3 separate regions of the Mus musculus genome follow, and regions 2 and 3 are each linked to region 1. A link is a contact called in public HiChIP or PLAC-seq data. All regions are on one chromosome and are shown on one strand. Each heading gives the region's core, a stretch centred on a gene start, on an enhancer-like site or on the middle of the called end of the contact. The rest is flanking DNA. Distances are from core to core; before and after follow the strand shown. Region 1 holds the start of Atox1 (antioxidant 1 copper chaperone). Region 2 overlaps Gm33026 (a long non-coding RNA gene). Region 3 holds the start of Mrpl22 (mitochondrial ribosomal protein L22).

The links. HiChIP or PLAC-seq counts read pairs in DNA pulled down with a chosen protein or histone mark.
Region 2: a contact with region 1 is called in an H3K27ac HiChIP or PLAC-seq map of trophoblast stem cells, with 10 times the contacts expected there. The contact joins the enhancer-like site here to the promoter of Atox1 in region 1. A contact is called at or near these places in 1 of 39 promoter capture datasets (embryonic stem cells) and 4 of 115 datasets of contacts at active chromatin or transcription factors (acute myeloid leukemia, large pre-B cells, pro-B cells and 1 more).
Region 3: a contact with region 1 is called in an H3K4me3 HiChIP or PLAC-seq map of embryonic forebrain, with 8 times the contacts expected there. The contact joins the promoter of Mrpl22 here to the promoter of Atox1 in region 1. A contact is called at or near these places in 4 of 115 datasets of contacts at active chromatin or transcription factors (astrocytes, embryonic forebrain and embryonic stem cells) and 3 of 9 other capture datasets (adipose tissue, liver and macrophages).

The regions. Positions count from the first base shown.
Region 1 is chr11:55,459,897-55,462,596 of GRCm38.p6, reverse strand. It overlaps Atox1 (antioxidant 1 copper chaperone), which reads left to right and starts at 1,389. Exons shown (of 4, transcript NM_009720.3): 1 at 1,389-1,509. The coding sequence starts at 1,504.
Region 2 is chr11:57,863,391-57,866,090 of GRCm38.p6, reverse strand. It overlaps Gm33026 (a long non-coding RNA gene), which reads left to right. Exons shown (of 6, transcript XR_879887.3): 4 at 1,835-1,938. Among named protein-coding and RNA genes, the nearest start is that of Gm33026, 4.6 kb to the left of the region's middle. Within about 2 kb of position 1,345, at least 15 of the 459 cell types and tissues checked have an H3K27ac peak or open chromatin away from gene starts, as enhancers often do. A contact at or near this core is called in trophoblast stem cells, where this site is marked.
Region 3 is chr11:58,170,276-58,173,022 of GRCm38.p6, reverse strand. Mrpl22 (mitochondrial ribosomal protein L22) reads right to left here and starts at 1,359. Exons shown (of 7, transcript NM_175001.5): 1 at 1,310-1,359; 2 at 1,181-1,229. The coding sequence starts at 1,337.

The DNA.
Region 1 (2,700 bases), core at 140-2,639:
CAGCCTCTGGAGTGTAGGGGGAATGCTTGTTTTTTTTTTTTTTAAGATTTATTTATTTATTATATGTAAGTACACTGTAGCTGTCCTCAGACACCCCAGAAGAGGGCATCAGATTTCGTTACGGATGGTCGTGAGCCACCATGTGGTTGCTGGGATTTGAACTCGGGACCTTTGGAAGAGCAGTCGGCGCGCTCTTAATTACTGAGCCATCTCGCCAGCCCCGGGAATGCTTGTTTATAGACACATGTGTGCCACCCTTACCCCATCCAGCTAGTCTTAGATTCTTAGGCTTTCCCCTGTTAGCCAACTTCTTATAACTTTTATGTTCAAATTATAGCATGGTTTCAGACTGAACCCATCCTGACACACAAAATGGCAGATTGCCTACTTAGTTTAGGGATCTCCTCTCAGCCTCCAGCTCAAGGACACAAATGGCTGGTAGAGGAGATAGATCCAGTCGGTTGGTCCTTCTGGCACTCTTGAGGAAGCCAATCTTCTTCATGGGTGTCAGTTACCCATGCAGTAACTCGGTTTACTGGGGCTGCCATAATTGGGTGGGAAGGACGCAGTCTCATGGGTTTTTTGTTTTGTTTTGTTTGTTTGTTTGTTTGTTTGTTTTTTGCATAGCCCTGGAGCTTGCTCTGTAGACCAGGCTGGCTTTGAACTTAAGAGATCCACCTGCCTCTGCCTCCAGAGGGCCAGGATTGAAGGAAGGCATGACCACCACCTGGCCCAGCTCTGCCTCAACTTTTCAAGCACTGGGATTACAGTTGTGAATTTATCTACTATGTGCCTTAAATTTGGATTTCTTTTTTAATATGTTTTTTCAGGAAAGGGTCTCAAGAAGTCCAGGATGCCCTTGAACTTTGCAGCCGCAGTAAGCCTTGAACCCAGAAATCTTCTGCCTCAGCCACGTTAGTATCCGGGTCAACAGGCCTGGCGCCCTAGGTCAGGCCACTGTAGTTTAGGGACTGAGTTGAGTGGTAAGCAAGAGAGATGGTCCCTTTAGGGAGATGCCAGATCTTTTATTCCCAGAGCCTTGGCCTTGCATTCCCTAGCCCTGTTTCAGAAATGACCCAGCAGAAAACGCAGGTCTGGCCTCCACAAGATAGCCTTAGCTTGACCTCAAAAAAGCCTGGCCTTTCCGCGTCCGGAGGGGCGTGACCTAACCCAAAAGAGAGGCGGGACCTAGTGAAATATTCATATCGAAAGGCACGGTAAGCAAGAGGAGGCCAGCCCAAGGGAGGAACCTAGCTCTAACTGGACCGGAAGGGACAGGGAATTTAGCAGATCCTTCCTCAAAGGGCCGGGCCTTGACGAAGCTAGCCCCGGAAGAGGCGGGGCATAAGTGGAGCCCAGCCCTAGGGCGGGGCCTGGCCGAAGGATGGGTTGGCCTGAGGGCGGGGCTTTCAGGAGCGCTCTCCGGAAGCGCAGCTTTGGTGTCCGGGAGAGGAGTTCCAGTCGTCGTCGCCGCTGCCACTGCCCGTGTGTGCCGCGTCAGTCATGCCGGTAAGTGGCCGTTCGACCCGCGGGAACTTCTGTCTCCAGCCCGGATGCACTGTTTCCGAGCCCGACGCTGCTGTCAGGGCGCAGGCCGTGGCCAGAGCTGCAGTCGTTTCTCAGTTTACCTTCCGCACGGTCCTCCGGCTTCGGGACCCTCCGGAAAGCTGCAGAGAGCAGTGTAGTGCAGAACACAGGCCTCCGGATCGCCCTAGAGAGTCTTCGAGAGGCAGCCCCATCCTTTTCTGCATAATGGGGAAACTGAGGCAGGGAGGTAGGGCAGAGAACCCATATAGGAATGCGGGTACCTGGCCTTTCCACATGCATACCCTGCCGCCTGCAGGCTTTCCAGAGAAGCATGTCTCTGTTCATCTCTCCTGCCCACACTGCCCTGCTTCCACTTCAGCACTGGGCCGACAGGGTACTTTCTTCCCCAACCAGGAATCCCAAAGCTCAGAGCAGAGTTTAAGGAGCCGAGAGCAGCGCTTATCTTGCCTTTGAAATCACCCCACTCCTTTGCATGGCGGCTTCTAGTCTCATTGCTTAATTTAAAATGAAGGCCTTACATGAGGCCTTGGCACATTACACAAGAAGAGAAGAAAAACCCCAGTGCTTGCTGGAAAGCGTTTATTGTTGGGAGCTAGCTAGGTAGGTAGGATACAAGATGGAGCCAGACCACCTGGGAAGTGCTGGGCAAAACCAGTTGTACTTGTTTGGGGGCAAGCTCTAATCTCAACTGAGTTCCGGAGATGCTGGTCTAGAGTTGTGGAGTGGAGAGCATTTTCCTCCCAGTGCCTCTCAACCCAGAGGTCTCCCAGGAGTATTCTGTGTTTTAGCAGCTTATCTTCTGGGAATGAACCTGAGGCTTCTTCCTGGTACAAATCCTTAAACCTCTCAGGTGTCATTCTTGTGGTTCCTGCCCATTGTCTTCAGACCCTGTCTGCACAAAGCACAGACCAAAAAAAAAAAAAAAACTTGGTAAAGTCCATCCTGCCAGTCAAGCTAGTCCATGTGACAGACTCCTTGGTGACCTCAGGATTCCAGAGTGGAGGCTGCCCGGCTGCTCTTCAGAGGGCAGCAGTGAAGGAAAAAAATAGCTTGAGGGCCTCTCTGTTCTGTGTCTGCCTCTGGGGACACAGGATTTAATGGGAGATGAACAGGCACCTTATCAAGACAAATTGCTAAGTGCAGGGAGGTATT
Region 2 (2,700 bases), core at 96-2,595, 2.4 Mb before region 1:
GGCAGAGAGAGAGACAGAGACACAGACAGGCAGACAGACACACAGACACACACACACACAGAGAACACCAATCAAAATACTATTGTGGCTGGCAGATTATATGCTAACACTATACTACCCAACTAATAAAAATAACACCACCTCAAGCTAGGTGTGGTGTGCACTGGACACTTGGGGGGTTGAGGCTATGAGTTCAAGGACAGCAAGGACTACACAGTGATCCCTTGTTTCAAAAAAGAATAAAAGGTAACTGGAGAGGTGGCTCAGTAAGTAAGAGTGTTTGCTTCAAAATCATGAGGACAAAGAGTGTGGATGTCGGCATCCATGTAACTGGCCGTGCTTTGAGCATGTGTGTGTGTACAACTGTGAACACACACACACACACACACACACACACACACACACACACACACACACACACGTTAATAGGGCAGGGCATGGAGATACATGCCTTTAACTCCAGCACTCAGAAGGCTGAGGCAGTCAATCTCTGTGAGTTCAAGACCTGCCTGGTCTACTTAATGAGTTCCAGGCCAGCCAGGGCTACATAGTGAGATCCTGTCTCAAACAACAAAGTAAATGAGTAAATCCTTAATAAATATAAGATAAAGTAACAGCAACAAAATTTAAATTTAAACACCACACACGAAAGACGGTAAACAGCACACATTTTGTCCTAAGTGTGGTACCTAGGTAGATGCCATCTGTGAGATGAGGTCCTTATTCTCCCATTTTTTTCATGGGTAGAACTTCAGGCACAGGGAGCAAGACCGGGTGACTGTTTATGTCTTGCTGAGATGTAGGGGAGGTCAGACTTTGAAGGACAGTGCCAGCCTCTAAAAACACCAAGGCTAGGGGAGGCTGCTGACGTAGCATCCTCCGTGAGAGGTGAGGCTTGGAGCCTGCACTGTGGGGCAAAGCCTCTGCCTGGCTGTGTGGGATACATCGGCTCATTGATGTCTCAGAGCCTCAGTTTCCCTATGGGCTCAGGGGAATTACTGTTACAATAGTGAGCCTACATACTGTGACTCCTTGTGATGGGGGTAGATGATGGGACAGTATGCCTGTCCTCTGAATAGAGTCAGTGGAATGCCATGCAGCCTGGTTCTGGGTTTAAAGCCCTTAGGGTGACTCTGGGCCTGGCCTCCTCCATGGGGAGAGACCCCCCACCTCGGCTCCAGCCCAAATTGCCAGACACAAGTTTGAGAAGACCACCCCCCCCCCTCCAGGCAGGGTGACCAGGAGCCAGCCGGCTGGCCATTTGTCCACAGATGGGTGTGCAGATAACAGGCGTCTGGAGATAAGGCAAGGGGAAGAGAGCCAGGCCAAGTCAGCCACGCAGAGGCCGGAGCGGGAGTAGTCCAGGCGCCTGCAAAGTGCTGCCTCCCAGCCCTGGGGCCAGCCTACAGCACTCTCTGCCACCCTTCCACCGGCCTGCTGTCTCTCTCTCTCTCTCTCTCTCTCTCTCTCTCTCACTCTCACTCTCTGCCTTTACCAAACTGAATAAAGCAAGCAAACCAACATGAATTTGTCAGAGGGTCCTGGGCCAGTGCTGGAGCTGGCTTGGCAGACGGTGTATGACGCATCCCAGCCTCAGGACGTTCAGCTGTACAGTGAGACAGAGGAGAGACTCATACCGTCTTCCCCTTTGTGATGAAAAACTCAAAGGTGGAAACATTAGGTCACAGCTAGAAACCAGCGAATCTGGGATCCTAATTTAGGGCCACCCTCAGGGGGTGGTCTCTCTACTGTTTCAAATGTCAACCTATGATATTATTACATGAAGAAAGGGGGAAAACGCTGAGTTGGTTTGATTGTTTTGTTTTCGAGGTAGTGTCTCATGTGGCCCACACTGGCTTCGAACTTCCTAGATTACCACGATGAGTTTGAACTTCTGATCTTCCTGCTTGTACCTACGGCGGCGTGCAGAGATTACAGGTATGGACCCCACACTGGGTTCATGCTGTGCGAGGGATTGACCTCCTGCCTATTAGGTAAATGCTCAAATTGAGTTGCTTCCCCACTCCCACCCCCATATATGTCCATATATGTTTACTTCATGTTTGGGGACATAGGTGGTCATATGGGACACAACCATACGTCAGTCCAAGTCAGATCACAGATAGGAGATTACGTCTCCCGGTGACGTGGCTGTCCTCTAAGGTCACGCCCCTGTCTGCGCAGTAAGGAATCTGCTCCTTGACGCATTTCTCAGAGTGCTCCCTATAAGGAGAGCATTCTGTGTGCGATTGCAGTGACGACACTGCAGAGCAGAGTGGGCTGCTCTTGTTTGCCCAAGCTGTAACAGCCCAAAGTGTCTCTAGGCATGGCCAAATATTCAAGGCCACCTCTGTCCCTTCCTCGGAAGCACTGAAAGCCATCGCTCTGGAGGGTACTGCTAAGACAGGTTCTCCTCCATTAGGTTTGTGTGAAAGCAGGAGACGTTGAAATCAGAGGAGCCATCGATAAAGATGGAGAGTGAAGTGTCCGAGTGATGGATGAATGGATGGATGGATGGATGGATGGATGGGCTGGGGAAGGGCGGAGGAGATGAACCGACACTGCTTGAAGGGAACAGATGATAAAGCAGAGGCCTAGTTGAATGTGGAGGTGCTTACCCGCCATCCCAACGCTCTGGAGGTAGAAGCAGAAGGATCAGAAATTCAAGGTTAGCCTCAGCTACAGGGAGTTTGAAGCTAA
Region 3 (2,747 bases), core at 110-2,609, 2.7 Mb before region 1:
GGAAGCCCATAAGACAACAGAAACTTGGACCTCTCTGCCGTTCTGGGAGCCACGTCACCACCACCCTTATCCAGACACTACAGAGCTGGCTCGTCTCCCATCCAGATACACCTGCAATCTCTAGGCCTTCAAACTTTCTTCTCCAGTTTGAATCACTGGTGTTTACATTTTACATAGTTAAAGCCAGCGGCACACTGTCACTTCACTGGGCCTTGGTTTTCATGTATGTAAGAAAGAGGAAAGAGGCAATGTCTCTAAGGCCTCTAACATCATTTTATATCATCACTCACAGCAGGGTGACAGAACCATAAGCTGCTCAACTCTGACTTCAATCTTTCAAAGAAGCCATTAGGATAAACTATTAAACAAGATTTTGTGAGCGTGAGGTACCTACTGTCTGCCATCCCTTAGAAACTGCCTTGCATTTCTCAAAACCTCAATACAGATTTGGCAATCAATATGGTGTCTGGTAAATTAAGTATGCCATGAATTAACAGTGACAAAGTTTCATGAATACTTACAGGTTTTATGAATACTCAGGACTGAAATGGGTTTTAAACGGAATCAAACAACTATAATTATATTATGTCAAAATATTGCTCCAAAGAAGCAATTCATTTGCAAGTACTATATATGTAATCGAAACTTCGGATGTACCCTACGGATCCATGCCAGTGCTAACTCAACTGCATAGGGACGCTTGTGTCCTAGCAGGACAGTGCATGGCCTAGGATCCCAGCCTCTGACTGGTAAGCAGAAGCCAGACTGACTTATGGCGAGACTCAAACAAACAAACAAAAGGCTTTCTCGAGAGGCTCCAGAATGTTCTGCAGAGCAAAAGGCTCAAACTCCAGTTGCTGAGAAACAACAGCGAACGAATGTACAATGTCAGGCAAGCCTCGAGTCTCCAAACAGTCCTTGCCCACGGCAAGTGAATAAAGAAATAACCAGGAATGTTTGTTGGTATAGCACACAAAGTCGAAGATTCGAATCGTGCCTACGGAATAGGGAGAGGCTGGTCAGAAAACACCGAGAGGAGCCCCCGGAGGCAACAGTCTCTATGGGGTTCTGGGTCGGGCCGCCCTCCACCTGAGGCCGAAAGTACTGCCTGGCACACAAGTGCACTGTGATCGATGCAGATCAGGCGCAGCCTGCAAGATCTTCGTGGCAGGACTCTTACCGCAGCGTCTGCGTTGCCCAGATCCTCAGGTTAGGTACCCTCAGTGCACCTGCAACGTGAATACGAGCTGTCAACTTCGATTCTCTTTATCTCCTCCTTCCCAAATTCTAAGAAAGACTCAAGCCTTACCCAACTCTCGCAGTAGTGCGGCCGCCATGCTGAGCCCTACGGAAGCCTCCGGGATCAAACGCCGGCTGACTATACGCATGCGCAGTCCGAGGCCGGCTTCCGGGACCGGAAAAGTCAGAGTGCGTTGTCATGGAGACCAGGAATGCGTCGTCCTTGTGAAAAGTCTGGTCAGAGCAGTCTTTCTTTGGAGTGAATGACCTCATAAAGACTGAAAATCAGAAAAACTGTGACCTCACCTCATAACAGCCTGAAAAGGGCAGGAGAACCTTTTAATCCTAAATATTTAAGGCCAAAGATACAAGAAAGACCACTGATCCAAATCATAATGGCCAAGTTAATTAAAGCAAGCAATTAATTAAAGCAAGCTTTTTTTATTTGCATACAGGAACTGCTTCCCCCTAAAGCAACGTTTGAGAAGGCAGCATCGGATATGAGGAAGACAAGGTTTCTATAGCTCAGGGGTTGGGTGTTTCCAAATGGATTTGCTAGGTGGAGGTTACAGGAGCAGAACTAGAACAGGAGCTGACTAATAAGTTAGTCCCATAAACAGAAACAGACTAGCAAATTGGTCATAACCACCTCCTGAAAGAAAGTTATGATCACAAGGTGGTCCTAAGAAGGTAGTCATAAAAACCTTTTTTTTTTTTTTTTTTTTTTGGTTTTTTGAGACAGGGTTTCTCTGTATAGCCCTGGCTGTCCTGGAACTCATTCTGTAGACCAGGCTAGCCTTGAACTCAGAAATCCGCCTGCCTCTGCCTCCCGAGTGCTGGGATTAAAGGTGTGGGCCACCATGACCGGCCATAAAAACCTTTTGAAACAAAGGTAGGATTAACAAGATGGTTTTGAAACAAAGACACAGTTGCCATTTTCTGGAACCCACAGAACCATGTATAGTTAAGATTACAGGTGTGGCATAGCCCAATCAGTGAGAAATGGAGGTTTAATCATAAACAGGAATGAATCTAGTTTGCCTCTACTATAAGATACCTTTTGGGCTGGTGAGATGGCTCAGTGGGTAAGAGCACCCGACTGCTCTTCTGAAGGTTCGAAGTTCAAATCCCAGCAACCACATGGTGGCTTACAACCACCCATGATGAGATCTGACTCCCTCTTCTGGTGTGTCTGAAGACAGCTACAGTGTACTTACATATAATAAATAAATAAATCTTTAAAAAAAAAAAAGATACCTTTTAAGCCTAAAATGGAGGCAGGCTGGTTCATCAAACTCTGTCTTCAGTGGGCCTCAGGGTTCTTGTTAAAAATGACTGTAACATCAGCATGTGGGAGACTGGTGTTAAAGAACCACCATGTTACACAAGCCGGGCTCTGTCTCAGAGAAAAGGAGCCTGGCGTAGCACCACATGATGTAATCCCAGCGTATGAGAGGCTGAAGCAGGAAGATCTCCACCAGTTTGTCGCCCTGGGCTGCAAATTCCAG